Linked DNA regions of Mus musculus: all the other regions are linked to region 1. A link is a contact called in public HiChIP or PLAC-seq data. All regions are on one chromosome and are shown on one strand. Each heading gives the region's core, a stretch centred on a gene start, on an enhancer-like site or on the middle of the called end of the contact. The rest is flanking DNA. Distances are from core to core; before and after follow the strand shown.

What was found. HiChIP or PLAC-seq counts read pairs in DNA pulled down with a chosen protein or histone mark.
Region 2: a CTCF HiChIP or PLAC-seq map of the NIH/3T3 cell line shows a contact between it and region 1, with 16 read pairs. The contact joins two enhancer-like sites. A contact is called at or near these places in 2 of 15 datasets of contacts at CTCF or cohesin (the G1E-ER4 cell line and the NIH/3T3 cell line), 6 of 484 Hi-C or Micro-C datasets (the 3T3-L1 cell line, the N1E-115 cell line, cerebral cortex and 3 more), 6 of 115 datasets of contacts at active chromatin or transcription factors (the HPC-7 cell line, embryonic basal ganglia, embryonic fibroblasts and 1 more) and 4 of 9 other capture datasets (adipose tissue, embryonic stem cells, liver and 1 more).
Region 3: a CTCF HiChIP or PLAC-seq map of the NIH/3T3 cell line shows a contact between it and region 1, with 11 read pairs. The contact joins the promoter of E2f1 here to the enhancer-like site in region 1. A contact is called at or near these places in 1 of 39 promoter capture datasets (second pharyngeal arch cranial neural crest), 1 of 15 datasets of contacts at CTCF or cohesin (the NIH/3T3 cell line), 4 of 115 datasets of contacts at active chromatin or transcription factors (the SCID.adh cell line, bone marrow-derived macrophages and embryonic stem cells) and 3 of 9 other capture datasets (adipose tissue, liver and pancreatic islet).

What each region holds. Positions count from the first base shown.
Region 1 is chr2:154,515,625-154,518,433 of GRCm38.p6, reverse strand. It overlaps Cbfa2t2 (CBFA2/RUNX1 translocation partner 2), which reads right to left. Exons shown (of 11, transcript NM_172860.2): 5 at 2,436-2,617; 6 at 472-725. Among named protein-coding and RNA genes, the nearest start is that of 1700003F12Rik, 32 kb to the left of the region's middle. Within about 2 kb of position 1,338, at least 23 of the 459 cell types and tissues checked have an H3K27ac peak or open chromatin away from gene starts, as enhancers often do. A contact at or near this core is called in the NIH/3T3 cell line and embryonic fibroblasts, where this site is marked.
Region 2 is chr2:154,454,464-154,457,272 of GRCm38.p6, reverse strand. All of the region lies in intron 1 of Cbfa2t2 (CBFA2/RUNX1 translocation partner 2), which reads right to left. Among named protein-coding and RNA genes, the nearest start is that of Cbfa2t2, 19 kb to the right of the region's middle. Within about 2 kb of position 1,377, at least 120 of the 459 cell types and tissues checked have an H3K27ac peak or open chromatin away from gene starts, as enhancers often do. A contact at or near this core is called in the NIH/3T3 cell line and embryonic fibroblasts, where this site is marked.
Region 3 is chr2:154,568,441-154,571,249 of GRCm38.p6, reverse strand. It overlaps E2f1 (E2F transcription factor 1), which reads left to right and starts at 1,358. Exons shown (of 7, transcript NM_007891.5): 1 at 1,358-1,761. The coding sequence starts at 1,516.

The DNA.
Region 1 (2,809 bases), core at 89-2,588:
GCCCTTTACCCACTGAGTCATCTTGCCAGCCCCCATTTCAGAATTCTTTTCAGAACTTATTACTCTCAGGCTCAAGAGCCTAAGAAATTTCCATTAGATTACACAGGTAGAGCCAAATAAGCTGCGTCAGACCTGGGATTCCTGTAGAGCAAACTTGCCTCCAACTTGGGGTAACCCTCCTGGCTGCTAATAAGTGTGCTACCATGCCCAGCCCTTTCATTAATCGTTATTTATAGCATAGGCAACCCACAAACTCCTTAGGCAGATGAAGATGACTGTAGGCCGATCATTGTGCCTCAGCCTTTACAGTATTGGAATCAGAAGTATGTGCCACTATGTCCAGCTACATAACATCATCGTATCAACAGAAAAAAGGCAATGCCGCTATTATTTGGCTTTATCACTGAGCAGGAAAGCAGTCTGTGAACTCCCTCCAGATGAAGGCATTACCATGGGGCTGAGATCACTTACTAAGATTGTGGTGCCTCTCACGAACTTCTCGGTGTTCTAGCATCTTGTTTGGTTCCCGATACAGGTGAGAAGTTGCAATGTCTTCTAGTGTATAGTGCTGAAGAGGTGGTGGAGTAGGATGGAACTGGCCCCCAGGATTCATAAGGGGAACAGTGAGGGCGGGACTGTGCCGAGGAGCAGGGCTGATAGTACACACTCTCTTGGCAGGCGGTTCAGGAGGAACTGTATCTCTTTCAAAATTATTCTCGTCCCTCCTGTAGAAGAAACTGAAGTGCTTATAGGAGCCTGTCAAGAAGTGTTCATGTTAACATCCCTACGAGTCTCAGAATAGCTGTTTCTTCCCAGAGTCTCACCCCCCTTTAGATGCTATGAAACCTGGAACCCTCTAGAGCACACTATGTTTTGTTCTATTCACTTTCCAAAGCAGGAAGACTGCTATTTTTCTGAAGATTCCAAAGCAAGAATGGTTATTTTGGGTGCTGCAGCCCATATACTAAGCACATGCTTCATATTGTTATACTCCCAGCCCTTCAGCCCTTCTTCCAGCTGTCAGCCAAACTAGACATCTGACTTTTGTGCCTCTTCTGGTGTGTGTTCCTATACCTAGAGGCAGGAACCAAACTGTCTTCAGGCTAGACACAATTCGTAAATGCTTCTTTATTCCAGCATGAAGACAGGCCAAATTCACCCCTAAGTAGGCAGGCAGAACCATATAACCGTGACACAGGAAAAGAGAAACTGAATGGGACAAGAACTGAGAAAGTTTAGGAATGCAGAAGGTCAAATTTCTGACTATGGAGGTGATTTCCTGGGAAGAAAGGCTGCCTCTATGACTCATTATGGGTCTTAGTAACACAGCTTCAACTGTAATAAGCCTTCTGCTGTTCAATACCGCTTCCTCAACAACTCATATACTATTGTGGCAGCCACTTTATCCTACTTCCTGACATGCTAGTCATAAAGTCCTTAGAGTCTTCCAAGTGCTAAGTCTAAGAAGCCAACTGTAGGCTGGCAACTACTAGGTAGATTCAGGATTGGGGCTGGTTATGGGAAGGACCAAGGCAGAATTACACTATCCACCCCTAGGGAGGGGAGGTGATTGAAGGTTAAGTCGATCATGAGTTAGCCATTTTCAATCACACTTAAGGAATGAAGCAGACAAGATAGACAAGAATGTCTGAAGAGCTGAGTATGTATGTGTGGCGTCTCTTTGGAGATGGTGGTGCAACTACCAGGAGAGGACAGGCCCACTCCACATACCCAGTGCCACTCTGTGCCTTGCCTTTGCCTACTGTTCATCAGTATCCGACGAACACATCCTTAATCATTAGCCAGCTAATGTTCCTGAGTTCTCTGAGACAATGAACAATTAAACAATACTGAGGAGCTCAATTTAGCCCAGCAGTGGTGCTATGCCTTTAATCCCAGCACTCAGGAGACAAAGGCAGGTGGATCTCTGTGAGTTTGAGGACAGCCTGGTCTACAAAGTAAGTTCCAGGACAGCCAGGGCTACACAGAAACCCTGTCGTGAACCCCACTTCCACCAAAAGAAGCCCAATTTGTAGATCATTCAGAAACAGCCTATGAGAAAAAAGCAGAGGGGGCACAGTTGTTTGACAGGACAGTATTCACAGAACCTGACACTTGTAGTTAGCTTAAGCGAGAGGACAATCCTGGGAGCTAAGTCTTCAACCTGCAGCGCCAGCTCTATCTTAAGGTAGAGAACAACAAGAGTAAAGGATGACTGACTAATGACTGCTCTTCTTCCACTTCTGGGACAGTGAACCTGCGTAAACTCCAGGGCAGAGGTCCTCAAAAGGAATGTGTCAACTGAAGAGTTGTTGGGACAAAGGAAAACTAATCTTGGAAAGTCTAAGACATTGTCTACCACCCAACAACCAAACCCTCTTCCTTTTAAAGCAGAGTGGCTCCAGAAAAACAAAACAGACCTCTTCCCTGCTCACCTTTCCGGACTGGGCCTCTTTCCATTTCCATGAACCTCCATGAGCAGTTCAGAAGAGTCAGCAGGAGATGCGATACTGGTGTTGAGCAGAAGGTGCTCATGCTGGGCCAGGTACTGGGACGGGGTCTGCTTGGCAGCCCGGGCACAGTGCAGCAGTTCTCGCTGCAGCAGGGGCAGGTTGGCCTTGAAAATAAAGAGGCAGTTTTCTTCTGAGCCCTAGCTACAGAGATTAAGGTCTCAATGTGCTCGCATAGACCAAAAGCCCTCTGCTTTCTCCCTCTAACACTCACGAGTAAAGTGACATCCAAGCAGTAAAGGGGCATTTTTTTGAGTTGCTGATTGGTCTGTTTCTTCCCCCCCAGCAAGATATCAATC
Region 2 (2,809 bases), core at 128-2,627, 61 kb after region 1:
AGTTCTATCACAAAGAGTATAGATTTTAAATACTATTCCCCATTAAAAGCAAGCAAGCTGGGCTGGAGAGATAGCTCAGTGGGTAAGAGCACTGAGTTCTTCCAAAGGTCATGAGTTCAAATCCCAGGAACCACATGGTGGCTCACAACCATCCTTAATAAGATCTGAGGCCCTTCTGGTGTGTCTGAAGACAGCTACAGTGTACTTAGATATAATAATAAATAAATCTTTTTAAAAAAAAAGTAAGCAAGCAATTAATTTACAAGAACAGCACCCTCCCTGAAAGGGAGGGGAAATGGTCAAACTCCTCACATCAGAAAGCAAATAGTTATCTATCAAAGTCTTCTGAAAGAGACCTGGGTGAGACAGAAGGATCCCAAGCTCAAGGCCAAGGTGAGTAGCTCAGTAAGACTCCAAAACAAAGGCTGGAGTAAGGAGCTGGGAGAGTGGCAAGACAGACACCTGTATGTAAATTCTAGGGCTCAGGAGGTGCAAGCAAATAAGTAAATCAAGGTCAACCAGCTAAATAGTGAGTTAAAGAGCAACCTTGAGAAGTCCAAAACACAGGATTGAGAGGTGATTGAGAGCACTGGCTGCTCTTCCAAAAGATCTGGGTTCAAGTCCAATCACCCACATGAAAGATCATAGCTATCTGCAACACCCTGTTCTGGCTTCCATGGATACTGCATGTGGTGCACAGACAGACATGCATACAGGCAAGATACCCATACACATACAACAATACAAATAATGGGGGCTGGGGGTGCAAATAAAGCAACATAGCTAACTCCAAGCCAACTACAGATAACACAGTGAGACTTTTAACCACTGAGGCACCTCTCCAGACCCACTATGCACTTTAAATATATTATTTATTTATTATAAGTCGATTTCAAGTTTTTTTGAGACCTGGCCTCTAGGGTGTCCTCCAATCTGACTGCAGGCACTCAATACCTCATTCAGTTTAGCTGGTGTTGGAGATCAAATCCTGAGCTTTGTGCATGGTGAGCAGGCATTCGACCAACCTACCTACTACATTCCTGGCCATACCATACGTCTCCTGTTTTTCTTTAAGACAAAGAATATACAAAAGTGTGTGCAAAGGAAAAAAGGCTTCAGAAGAGAACACCAGTAAGCAGCACTGCTTGCTAAGGAAGAGTGTCCGTCCCTGAGGATCCCATGTAATTTGAAACAGCTGGATCTGAAAAGACAGGGAACCAAGCCAAATGCACATCATCTGTAGACAGAGAAAACAGTAGGTCTGAAAACCGAAAGCAACTGCTCCTTGAAAAAGGGACAGCACAAGACAGGGCAGTAACAGCTAGCTCAGTCACTATCTCATCAACGTACACTATACTACTCACAGTGCCCGCCCACACTCTCCACCTCCTGCCAGCTGTTATAGAAGCTAATGTGAAGGCTGCTCTGGATCATTTCACCTAAAACATATGATGCAGACACAGCCTCGTGAAGCCTCTCACTGAAAATCAAACTTGGTTCAAACATGCTTTGAAATGATGTTTTTTATTGGGGTTTGTTTTTGTTTTTTGGTAGCCAAGGGTACACAGAGATACCCTCTCTCAGGCCCACTTCCCACCCCTGGCCAAAGGAAAGTTTAAGTGACATATCACTTATTACAAAGCCTAAACACGGTGCTCTGATGACAAATTTAACATGACCCAACATGGAGACCAAACCCAAGGCTGAAAGTTCGGGTTTCTCTTCATGAATTGCCACTCACTGCAGCTATCGGATAGGTTCACGGGCATTCAGTACATTGTTCTATTTTTTGTGTTCAGAATTTTCCATAGCATGCTCATAGATTTGATTCACAGCTCTCCCCCACCCCCACAAAAAAAAAAAGGAAAAAAAAAAAGAAAGAGACAGAAATAAGAGGAAGGAAGGAAGGAAGGAAGGAAGGAAGGAAGGAAGGAAGACAGGGTCTCTCTACACAGCTCTAGAGTTCTGGAACTCACTATGTAGACCAAACCAGCCTAGAACTCAAGGAGATCTACCTGCCTCTGCCTCCCAAGTGCTGGGATTAAAGAGTGCACAATCAAACCCAGCTTTCAGATATGAAGTTTCTTTGTAACAAATTACTAAAATTAAACAAATAAGTAAATAAGTGAAGAGGAGGAAAAACATGGTGTAGTAACTCACACCATTGAACCCCGGGAGGCAAGCTGGACATCACTGAGTTCCAGGCCAGCCTGGGTCTATAATAGCCAGCCAGGGCTACAGCTACAGAGAGAGATAGAGAGACAGACAGAGACAGAGACGGGGTGGGGGAAGGGGAGGTGAAGACATAACTAACCCTTCTTATTTTCCTACCTTTGAACTTTTTTTTGCCTTTTAACTTGATCTTTGCCAGTCTCCCCCCTCTTGTCAACAGGTCCAGTGCCATTTAACAAATGGTGGTTTGGAGGATAAAAGACAGGCCCTTAGCACAGGCAGTGGAATTCCAAATGCTAGACTCTTGGCTCCACAGTGTCTGATTCAGAACTGCTGGGAACTATTAGTTTAGCTTGCCCACCCAGGCATGTGAGGCTGGGAGAGCGCCTTTCACACCACCCGCACAAGCCTCTCATTTATGCTACAGGCTTCAGTGATCATGTGCTTTTGTTCCCCACAGGAACACACCAAGTCCAATGTAACTCCAGACATTATTTAGGAAGGCCCAGAAGGAATATTGAAGCAGTTTCAAATGTAGATCTGCAAGATGTTATTTATATAATGGGGCAATAGTCCAAAAATAAATAAATAAAAATCTTTTCAAAATCCTCAAATACAAAGTGAAAAAGATCTACTG
Region 3 (2,809 bases), core at 109-2,608, 53 kb before region 1:
AATTGGCCAAACCGGGGTGGTTCAAAGTTAACCCGTGCCTTGGTGTTTCTGGGCCCTGGAACATCACAGCCCCCTTATTGCGTCCTTGCTCACCTCTGCCCTCAGCCTCCAATTCTCTCATACCCAGAAAGGGCCTGAGAAGCAGCCCCTGCTAAGCCAGCTCAGAGTAATGTGGTCAGAGTTGGGGCCAAGATTAAGTAGCATGAAGCATGGAGAAAGTAACCCGGCTTGAGAGCTCCCTGTAGCTTACACTGGACCTGGGGACTTGAATATTGTCAGCTACTTACTCTCTTCTTGTGGTCATCTCCCCCACCCCCAAGGACAGGAAGTTTGTGGGTCTTGTTAAACCTTTCATGTTTCTATTCCCAGTATTGGCAAGATGCCTAGTAGAGAGGACCACAATGCTGATCAGACGGGCTGACCCCAGCAATCAGAAATGCTGATGGAGGACCTCTGGATTAAAGGCACCACCATACGCACCCTCCTCGCCCCTGCACCTCCCTATGAGAGGAGATACTTTAATGGACCAATCTCTTCACATTGCAAACATCTGCTGCTTCTGTGTTTCCTTTTTTTCCTTTTCACTAAGTCATGAGTCAAGGTCTGGACTGAGGATGGGACAGTGAACGCTCTCAGGCGTTTTTTTTTTTTTGAGATCAGGGTCTCACTGTGTAGTTCTGGATGACCTGAACTGGGAAGATCCGCCTGCCTCTGCCTCCCAAGTGCTGGGATTAAAGGCAGGCGCCATTGTGGAGTGACCAAATGAATGAACGCTAACTGGGCTCTGGCTACGAAAGAAATTTCAGTAAAAAGACACTGAGATCAAAGCCACACATCCCTTACTCATTTCCTGGCTCCCCTCTTGGGCTTGGCTTCTGGGTGACAGGATAGGGAAGAAAGCATGATGTGAACTAATGGAATAAATGGATCTTAAGACCGGAGATGTGGCTGAAGCGAGCTTTGGAGGTGAGCCTGAAGAGGCAGTCTCTGGGCTGTAAACTGAGGGGGTGGAGACCACAGGTTGAGAGTTTAGGGGGTCATGTGGAGACTGCGGGACGTGCAGAACCGAGTACGAAGTTTGTTCGCTTCGCCAGACCCGCCACCCATCGAGTGGGCGGTGAAGGGGCGGGGCCCATTGCCCACGCCTCCTGCAGGGCACGGCGAGAGGCAGAGGGGAGAAGGCGCCCGGCACCGCCCGGACAAAGCCTGCGCGCGCCCCGCCCCGGGATTGGCCACCCCGCCCCTGGTCCCACCCTCCGTCTCCTGCCCCGCACGCCGCAACCAATGCTCGCCATCGGAGCCTCCGTCGTCACAGCCGCCCCGGCCAATGGAGGAGGCGTTCGGCGGCGCGTGGCTCTTTCGCGGCAAAAAGGATTTGGCGCGTAAAAGTGGCCCGGACTTTGCAGGCAGCGGCGGCCGGGGCGGAGCGGGATCGAGCCCTCGCCGCGGCCTGCCAGTCATGGGCCCGCGCCGCCGCCGCCGCCTGCCTCCCGGGCCACGCGGGCCGTGAGCGCCATGGCCGTAGCCCCCGCGGGCGGCCAGCACGCGCCAGCGCTGGAGGCCCTGCTCGGGGCGGGCGCGTTGCGGCTGCTCGACTCCTCGCAGATCGTCATCATCTCCACCGCGCCCGATGTCGGCGCCCCGCAGCTCCCCGCCGCGCCGCCCACTGGCCCTCGCGATTCTGACGTGCTGCTCTTCGCCACGCCGCAGGCGCCCCGACCCGCGCCTAGTGCACCGCGCCCGGCTCTCGGCCGCCCGCCGGTACGGACCCTAGGCGCGGGCGGGGGAGGGGACGGGCTGCTGCGCTGGGCGGCGCGGAGCCTGGGCTGGGCCTCGGGGCTCCGCCCCGGGGCGCGCATTGACTGACTGCCTTGCCTGTCTGTTTGCTGAGCCTCGCTCCGGGCCTCGGCGTCTTCACCGGAGCGTCGGAACCATTAATGATTGTGTCTCACGTGTATCCAGCTGGTGCTTGCTTAGTGCACGCTCAGGCTTTGGCACCAAATTCCCAATTCTGGTGTGAGCTGGGTGTTGTCACGTGCCCATCTGCCAGAGGGAGGAACTGAGGCCCAGAGATGGGGAAGTGCTTCACGCAGCTGCAGATGGTGGGGCTGATATTTGAACTGATGTCTGCTGGCTTGCTGCAGAACCTATGGCTAGGGAGTGCGCACAGTTGCTTGTTGGAGGTGAGAGAGGGTGACTGTTAGAGACATCTTCGGGAGATCCTCCTTAGTAGCTCTGCCAGGTGCAGGCCTGGCCTTCCAGGCCTCTGGGGATAGGCCTCTTGATTGGGAGGCCTTCTCTGCAGGGGCGGGGTGCTGGGCCAGCTGCTGCAACCCTTCCTTTGCCTGTTCTTCCATCTGCCACCCTTCCAGCTCCTGGTTGCCATGGAACTTTATTAATCAGGCGGACAGACCTCTGAGCCTCTGGAAGACTGGGTGGGCTGGGCCCCTGAGAAGGGGCCTCCAGTTCCTGGAGAGAGAAGACGTGGGAGGGAGATCCCTGGATAAAAGTCTCTTCCTGATTCTAAGCAAGTAGCTCAAGACCACTTTAGGCAGGGGGCCTAGAAAAGGCAGCTGGGTACGAGGAGAGTGGAACTTGGATCTAAGCAGGGGCCAGCTCCGTGAGTGGGCCACTATCTTCATTGTAGGGGTGGAGTGGACAGGAGGGGCGAGGGCAAGGCCCAGTATCAGAGAAGAAGCTGTTCAACTCCTGATGGGGGTGTGGGTGGCAGCTGGTCCCTGAGGCATCTTAGAGTAGGCCCCTTACTCCCCTTGGCACAGCGCCCAGTGCTGCCTTCCTTCCGGAATCA